Linked DNA regions of Zea mays: region 2 is linked to region 1. Evidence: chromatin contacts called from public Hi-C data. All regions are on one chromosome and are shown on one strand. Each heading gives the region's core, a stretch centred on a gene start, on an enhancer-like site or on the middle of the called end of the contact. The rest is flanking DNA. Distances are from core to core; before and after follow the strand shown. Region 1 holds the start of LOC100136826 (phosphatidylinositol synthase 2). Region 2 holds the start of LOC103629655 (molybdenum cofactor sulfurase).

Evidence for each region. A called contact is a pair of places that touch in the nucleus more often than the background predicts.
Region 2: a Hi-C map of ear shows a contact between it and region 1, with 2.8 times the contacts expected there. The contact joins the promoter of LOC103629655 here to the promoter of LOC100136826 in region 1. A contact is called at or near these places in 6 of 25 Hi-C or Micro-C datasets (ear, leaf, tassel and 1 more).

The regions. Positions count from the first base shown.
Region 1 is chr6:102,706,810-102,709,874 of Zm-B73-REFERENCE-NAM-5.0, forward strand. It overlaps LOC100136826 (phosphatidylinositol synthase 2), which reads right to left and starts at 1,371. Exons shown (of 11, transcript NM_001371768.1): 1 at 1,069-1,371.
Region 2 is chr6:102,895,752-102,898,826 of Zm-B73-REFERENCE-NAM-5.0, forward strand. LOC103629655 (molybdenum cofactor sulfurase) reads left to right here and starts at 1,762. Exons shown (of 22, transcript XM_020539337.2): 1 at 1,762-2,070. The coding sequence starts at 1,959. It also overlaps the pseudogene LOC103629654.

The DNA.
Region 1 (3,065 bases), core at 121-2,620:
CAAAGCAGCCATGTAGATGGAGGTTGACACAAAAAGAGGCTACAAAAATTACTCAATAACTAACACGATATCACATCGTCAGTTGTGATTATGAATTATATTTTAACGATAGGTATTCAATCTCTCTATTCGGCAACACCTTAAAAAGATGTGCTTCAAAATTTTGACAAGTGGATTGCAGGCTTAGATAATTTTTGGAACACAACATTGCTCCAAAAAGTTTTTCTGAAGAAAAGGTATCAATCTGCAGTTTGGTAAGTGAGTCTGAATCTGCAGCACCAAGGACTTCAAGAATTAGTCTGAACCTGCACTTACAGTTCCAAGGGTCTTCTCAATTCTTAATAATATTACATTTTTAAAGAATAATCGAATATATATTGAGTCTGTGACATAGATTCAGTCGCCGTAACACCCTTTGCTGTTTTCCCACTTAAGTTAGTTAAGGAGATGAATGGATGGAAATTACGTAGTGAATGTATGATAAGTCCAGGGACTCCGGGCTACATGTTAAAAGACACACTTGGCTACTTGAGCTCTGTATTGCCATGAAGAAATCTTACTGACGGGTGCTTTCATCTGAGTTTTACTCTAGATCAACACAATGTTTTGAAATGGACGCCTAACTCATATCAGTCGCTGAGAACTTGATATTACAACATTCCTTATCACATAATACTACTATAGTATGCCGCAATTTCTTATGTGACAAACGAATAGCAAATGAAAGCAAAATAGAGCTACAAAGCCACGGCATCAACTAACACCAATAGAATCGGCAAAATAGCCAACCCTTTCCATGATTAAAAACAGGAGCAACATATCCCGCATGGATCCATCTGAGAAATATATGCCAGTGCTTTTATCCCCAGATAAGGCATGAGAACGCTGAACGCAGTACAATCCCATCAAATCCAGAATAACACGAGACTACCGAACGAACCTGATACCATCTAGCGGATCGAGGCGAACCCCGCGAGATCCAAGCAAGCCGAACCCGATTCGAGCCCGCGGCGGTGCAGATTCCGATGGAATAAGGCGGAGCGGAGCGACGGGATGAAAGCTACTCACTAAATCCTTTCTCTATGAGGTAACTGAAGGTGTGGCCGTCGCAGTTGTAGGTGAACTTGTTGCTGGCGGGGAGCTTCTGCAGCCACTGGGCGGCAATGGTGGTGAAGTCACCGTGAAATCGACGTACTAGGCCAACACCACGGTGCTCCGCGCCACGAACGTACAATATCGTAAGCGAGCTGGGGGCGGACGGTGGCCCGCAGGCGGTGACCGCGAGTCGTTAGGCGGGCGGCCGGCCGGCGGGAGGCGGGGATGTGCGGTGGGTGGGCAGCGCGATACGCAGGCAGGTGTGGGGATTTTGTGTGGCGGCCCGGTGTGAGGTATCAGGGACGAGAAATTTGGAATTCTGCCTAGTAGCCTTCGCGATTTTACAATCTTTGAGAGTTTTCGTCTAAATTTCATTATAAAACGGTCCTTTATAAATATTTCGCACACAATATAATGCTTTATATTAATCGAAAGAAATAATGCATATTTATATGGACATTGAGGGCAGACACAACGAGGGCTTAGAGACTGTTTGGTTGGGCTGTGACTGTGAAAAAAAATTGTTGTTGGCTTTGATATGTGGAAAAAAGCTGATGTAGCCTGTGAGCTGTTAAAAAAATAAAAACTGTTTGATACAAACCACTAAAAATCGTTAAAAGTTCTTTGATATATGTATTCTTGGCTCAGGTACCTTGTCCAGAGGGCCTCCACACCGACTTAGAAATCTTAGCAGGTTGCTTTGTATTAAGTGTATTCTGTGAAAACCACATAGTGGATCCCTAGTCATTCACTTCGATAGTGTTTAAGGGTCCGTACAACCCAGGCTAGATGGGATACATGGCTTGTGGGTAAAGTTTTACCACCTCTGCAGAGTGTAAAACTGAAATGTCAGTCGTGCTCACGGTTAAGAGCAACCTGGACCCTCACATGATAATTGAACATAAAGATGGAGAATAAATCGTGATCCGATGATTCACAAATGGTTTGCTTAAGTGATTTCACTTAAGTGTTTTTGATATAATCTTATGTTATTGTTTAATTGGGATATTTGGGATACACTTATTAGTAAGACAGGTGTTGCTAATAAAATGTTGACCAACTAAAATGCTTACCGCTTAACCTTAGCCTTACCTTGTTAAACTTCATTGATTTTCCCCCACTTGTTGAGCCCCGACCATAAGTGAGCTCACCCTTGCTAATATTTTGATCAGTGTGATGAAGAAGACCTTGATGGAGATTTCGATGAATACTGAGTCTAACGATGCGTCGATCATCTTCCTGTGGGAGATTACCCATGTTATTTCCTCTATACTTTGATGATACTGTTTAAGATACTATTGTCTGGATGTTGTAATAAAGATTATTCTCTTTACGCCTTTATTGTATTGTCTTTTGATATATTACACTTGTGACGTCAACATATGTGTCGAAAATGGATCTTGACACATATATGCTATGCATTCGGTTTTGCCCCCAGAACCGGATGTGACAGAAGTGGTATCAAAACTATGATGACCCTAGGTCGTTAGACTAGTTAGAAATGGAAAGCCTAGTCTGTTCAAAACTTGCTAATTTCGTTCTTATAAAATTATTTTATTAGCCTTACCTCTTTAAAATTCAACTAAGTTGACAATTTCTCTTGCAGATGGTTCGCACTCTTCAAACCACCCAAGTCAATACCAACTACGTCCCTCTGCCACGGTAAGTTCCTATCTACCCAGTGGTAGTCAAGGATATTCCTGTGGATCTCCCTCGCCTTCATGTGGAGAATGGAGTCATCCTGGAGGACAGCTCGGATGAACTTCAGCCTACACCCACCCCGTTGGCAGAATCACTAGCCTTCGCAGCTGGATCGTCAGCTTCAGCACCGACTGCACCAGCAGTCCAAGCCCTTGCTCTCGGAGGCGACGACCCAGACGACTCTAGAGATGATGATGAAGATGACGACGACGAAGAAGATGATGAGGAGAACGTCAACAAAGAAGCTGACGGTGTGCAGCAGGACTACT
Region 2 (3,075 bases), core at 512-3,011, 190 kb after region 1:
CCTTTGCGCACGCCAAGACAAACAGAAACCCCACCAGAAGGTCAGAAAAAAACGAGAATACCAGAAAAGGAGCCAATACCCTGACGGGGAGTGGGTAGGAGTATTGGTGGCACCGACCGACGACCTCCGTGGGCGGGCCCTCGTCGCGGAACCCGCCACCGAAGCGGCCCCCACCGCCACCCCGGCCACCACCGCCAAATCGGCCCCCGCCGTGGCCCCGGCCACCTCCTCCGCCGAACCGGCCACCACCGCCTCGCCCTCTCGGTGGTCACATGGCGCGCGGTGTGCTTTTGGGCTCGAGGAGAGTTGGCTGAGCTGGATGCGGAGGATGGTCTTGGCGGCGGAGAGGAAACGGCGTCGCGGCCGATCCGCTCCGAGACGTGAAGACCCATCGAGGCCACGTCGGGGTCGATAGCCTCGTCCTCTCCCCACGCCATGGTCGGAGCGTTGCGGGGGAGGAAGGCGTCGATGTCGGGAGGGTGGGGATTGCGGCGAGCGGGGGGGGGGGGGGGATTGCGGCGCAGGGGCGGGTGGATCGCGGCGGGCGGGCTGGCGGGCGTTGGGAGGCGGGCAGTCTACATTATAGTCTTAATAGTTAGTAGAGATATGTGCCTTTTCGCGCCTCTATATGGGCCATTTCGTGCCTGCCTTAAACGGGTCGTGCTCGTGCCCGCCCATGGGCTGCGACCTCGGTCCAAACCCGACCCGATATATCAGGCCGTGCCGGCCCGGCACTAAATTATTTCGGGTCGTGCCGTGTCTAGACTGTGTTTTTTTTTCGTGCTTCGGGCCGGTCCATCAGGCCCGACCCAAATGTACACCTATGGGATGGGAGGAGTGGTGGGGGAAAGAGTGTGCCGGTCTGCTTCCCACGCCATTGCTGACGCTTGCAGAAGCTCCGTACGGCCGTGTCGCCCTCCATTGACCATGGAGGTGTGAAATCTTGCGTGAGCCCTTACGCATCTTCGAGCCTTCCACAGTTCCACCTCCCGCCTGCTGGACCCTAGGCTTTCTTGCCCCACGCCGTATCCACCAGCACGAGTGGAGAAACTGAAGCACGATCCCGACCACTTCAGAACCCGATTTGGTGGCCACCTCCGTGTAAGGGGCTGGTAGTCAGCGCCCCGACTTTAGTCCCACATCGGCTAGCCAAGGGGGCCGTGGGCAGCTTAAAAAAGGGAGAGTCCCCCTCCTCTCATCAGCCTGGCTTTTGGGATGTGAGTGGTGGGCTCTCTTGGCTGGGCCAGCCCACGAGCGCATGAACGCCCGAAGCTGTCGAGTGTGGGCTGGGCCGGGGGTTGGACGCTGACATCTGGTATCAGAGCCCGGTTTGGCCCATGCCTGCCTTGGGGGGGGGTTCCCAAGGGGGTGGGATGTAAGGGGCTGGTAGTCAGCGCCCCGGCTTTAGTCCCACATCGGCTAGCCAAGGGGGCCGTGGGCAGCTTAAAAGGGAGAGTCTCCCTCCTCCCATCAGCCTGGCTTTTGGGATGTGAGTGGTGGGCTCTCTTGGCTGGGCCGGCCCACGAGCGCATGAACGCCCGAAGCTGTCGAGTGTGGCGATGGTGGGCTTTGGGCGGACTGGCCCAGTGGGTGCGTTACAATTGGTATCGGAGCCTACATTGCCGCTGCTGCCTGGGAGAGCTTTGGGCCTCTTAGGGGGGTGGGATGTAAGGGACCGGTATGCACGCCCTGGGTTAGTACCACCTCGCCTAGCCAAGGGGGCCGTGTTGCACTTATAAGGGCGGGCCTCCCTTCTCTCTCAGCTTAGGTTTTGAGAGCGAGGTGCCCGGGCGGACTGGCCCAGTGGGTGCGTTACACTCCGATTTCGCTAGTACTTAATCCCAGTTACATCAACAAGAATTGCTCCTCTAAGTTCTATTGGAGCGTAATCTGATCGGTTTGGGTCGGTTCGAGAACTTGAGATTGCGATTTGGGAGTTGCGGGAGAGAAAGGAAGAGATGGGCCAGAGCAAGGCGGAGTTTTTGGAGCAGTTCGGTGGGGACTACGGTTACCCGGACGCGCCCAGGGGCATCGACGATCTGCGGGCCGCCGAGTTCAAGCGGCTGGAAGGTGTGATTTCGCGTCCTTCTCAATTCATACGCGAAAACTTGAAATTGAATTTGTTGGTTCCTGTAAAAATGAAGACAGCTATTTAATGTTTGGGTTAATTATGTCCGTGCCATTATAATTTTCTACGTTTTGATATGTGCCACTAAATTTCTTAAGCTTGTAAATATGCCATGAAATTTCTAATCAACTCTTAAATACACCATTTTGTTGAATCAGACGTAACTCTTAAATAAGAACACATTTTCGTATTTCCTTTTTTACCCTTGTTCAAAGTAAACCCAGCAGAAACGTTGCTACGAACGCAGCCATTTTGTGACTTTTCGTCTCTCCAAACATGCGCTCCGTAACCCTAGCAGCCGCCACCGGAGCTGCACGCCCATCGTAGCTGCGCTCCACTCCTCGCTAGAGCTGCACAGTTGATGTACTGACAAACAAAGGTAAAAAAGGAAATCCGAAAATACGTGTGCCGGTGGTACTTCAGATTGTGTATTTCAGAGTTGAATAGAAGTTTAATGGTATATGTGCAATCTTAAGAAGTTTAGTGACACATATCAAAACGTAGAAAATTATAATGACACAGATATAATTAACCATTAATGTTTTTGTCATACTCATTCGCATACACTCCTTTATTGGGAATTTTGAGTTTTGTTGTTGTGGCTAAGAGAGGAGTGACGCCAATTTTGCATTTTGCGGACGTGACTGAGAGCATGCTTGATTAGGATGAGAGGATAATCTTAGGCCTTGTTGGATTCCGATTAGGCCTAGGACTAAAGTTTAGTCCTAGAACTAAAGTTTAATCTCTATTTTGGCTCCAAGACTAAACAGGTTCAGAACACATTAAATGCATTATCGAAAGACTGAAATACCCCTTGTATGCATAAGACGTCACATAGAGAGAGAGAGACGGCAATAAATGAAGGGCAGGAAGAAATAAATCCGCTGTAGTCACGTTTAGCTACCCTTTGAGAGACTAAAGACTAAAGCAAAAAGGATTAAACATGA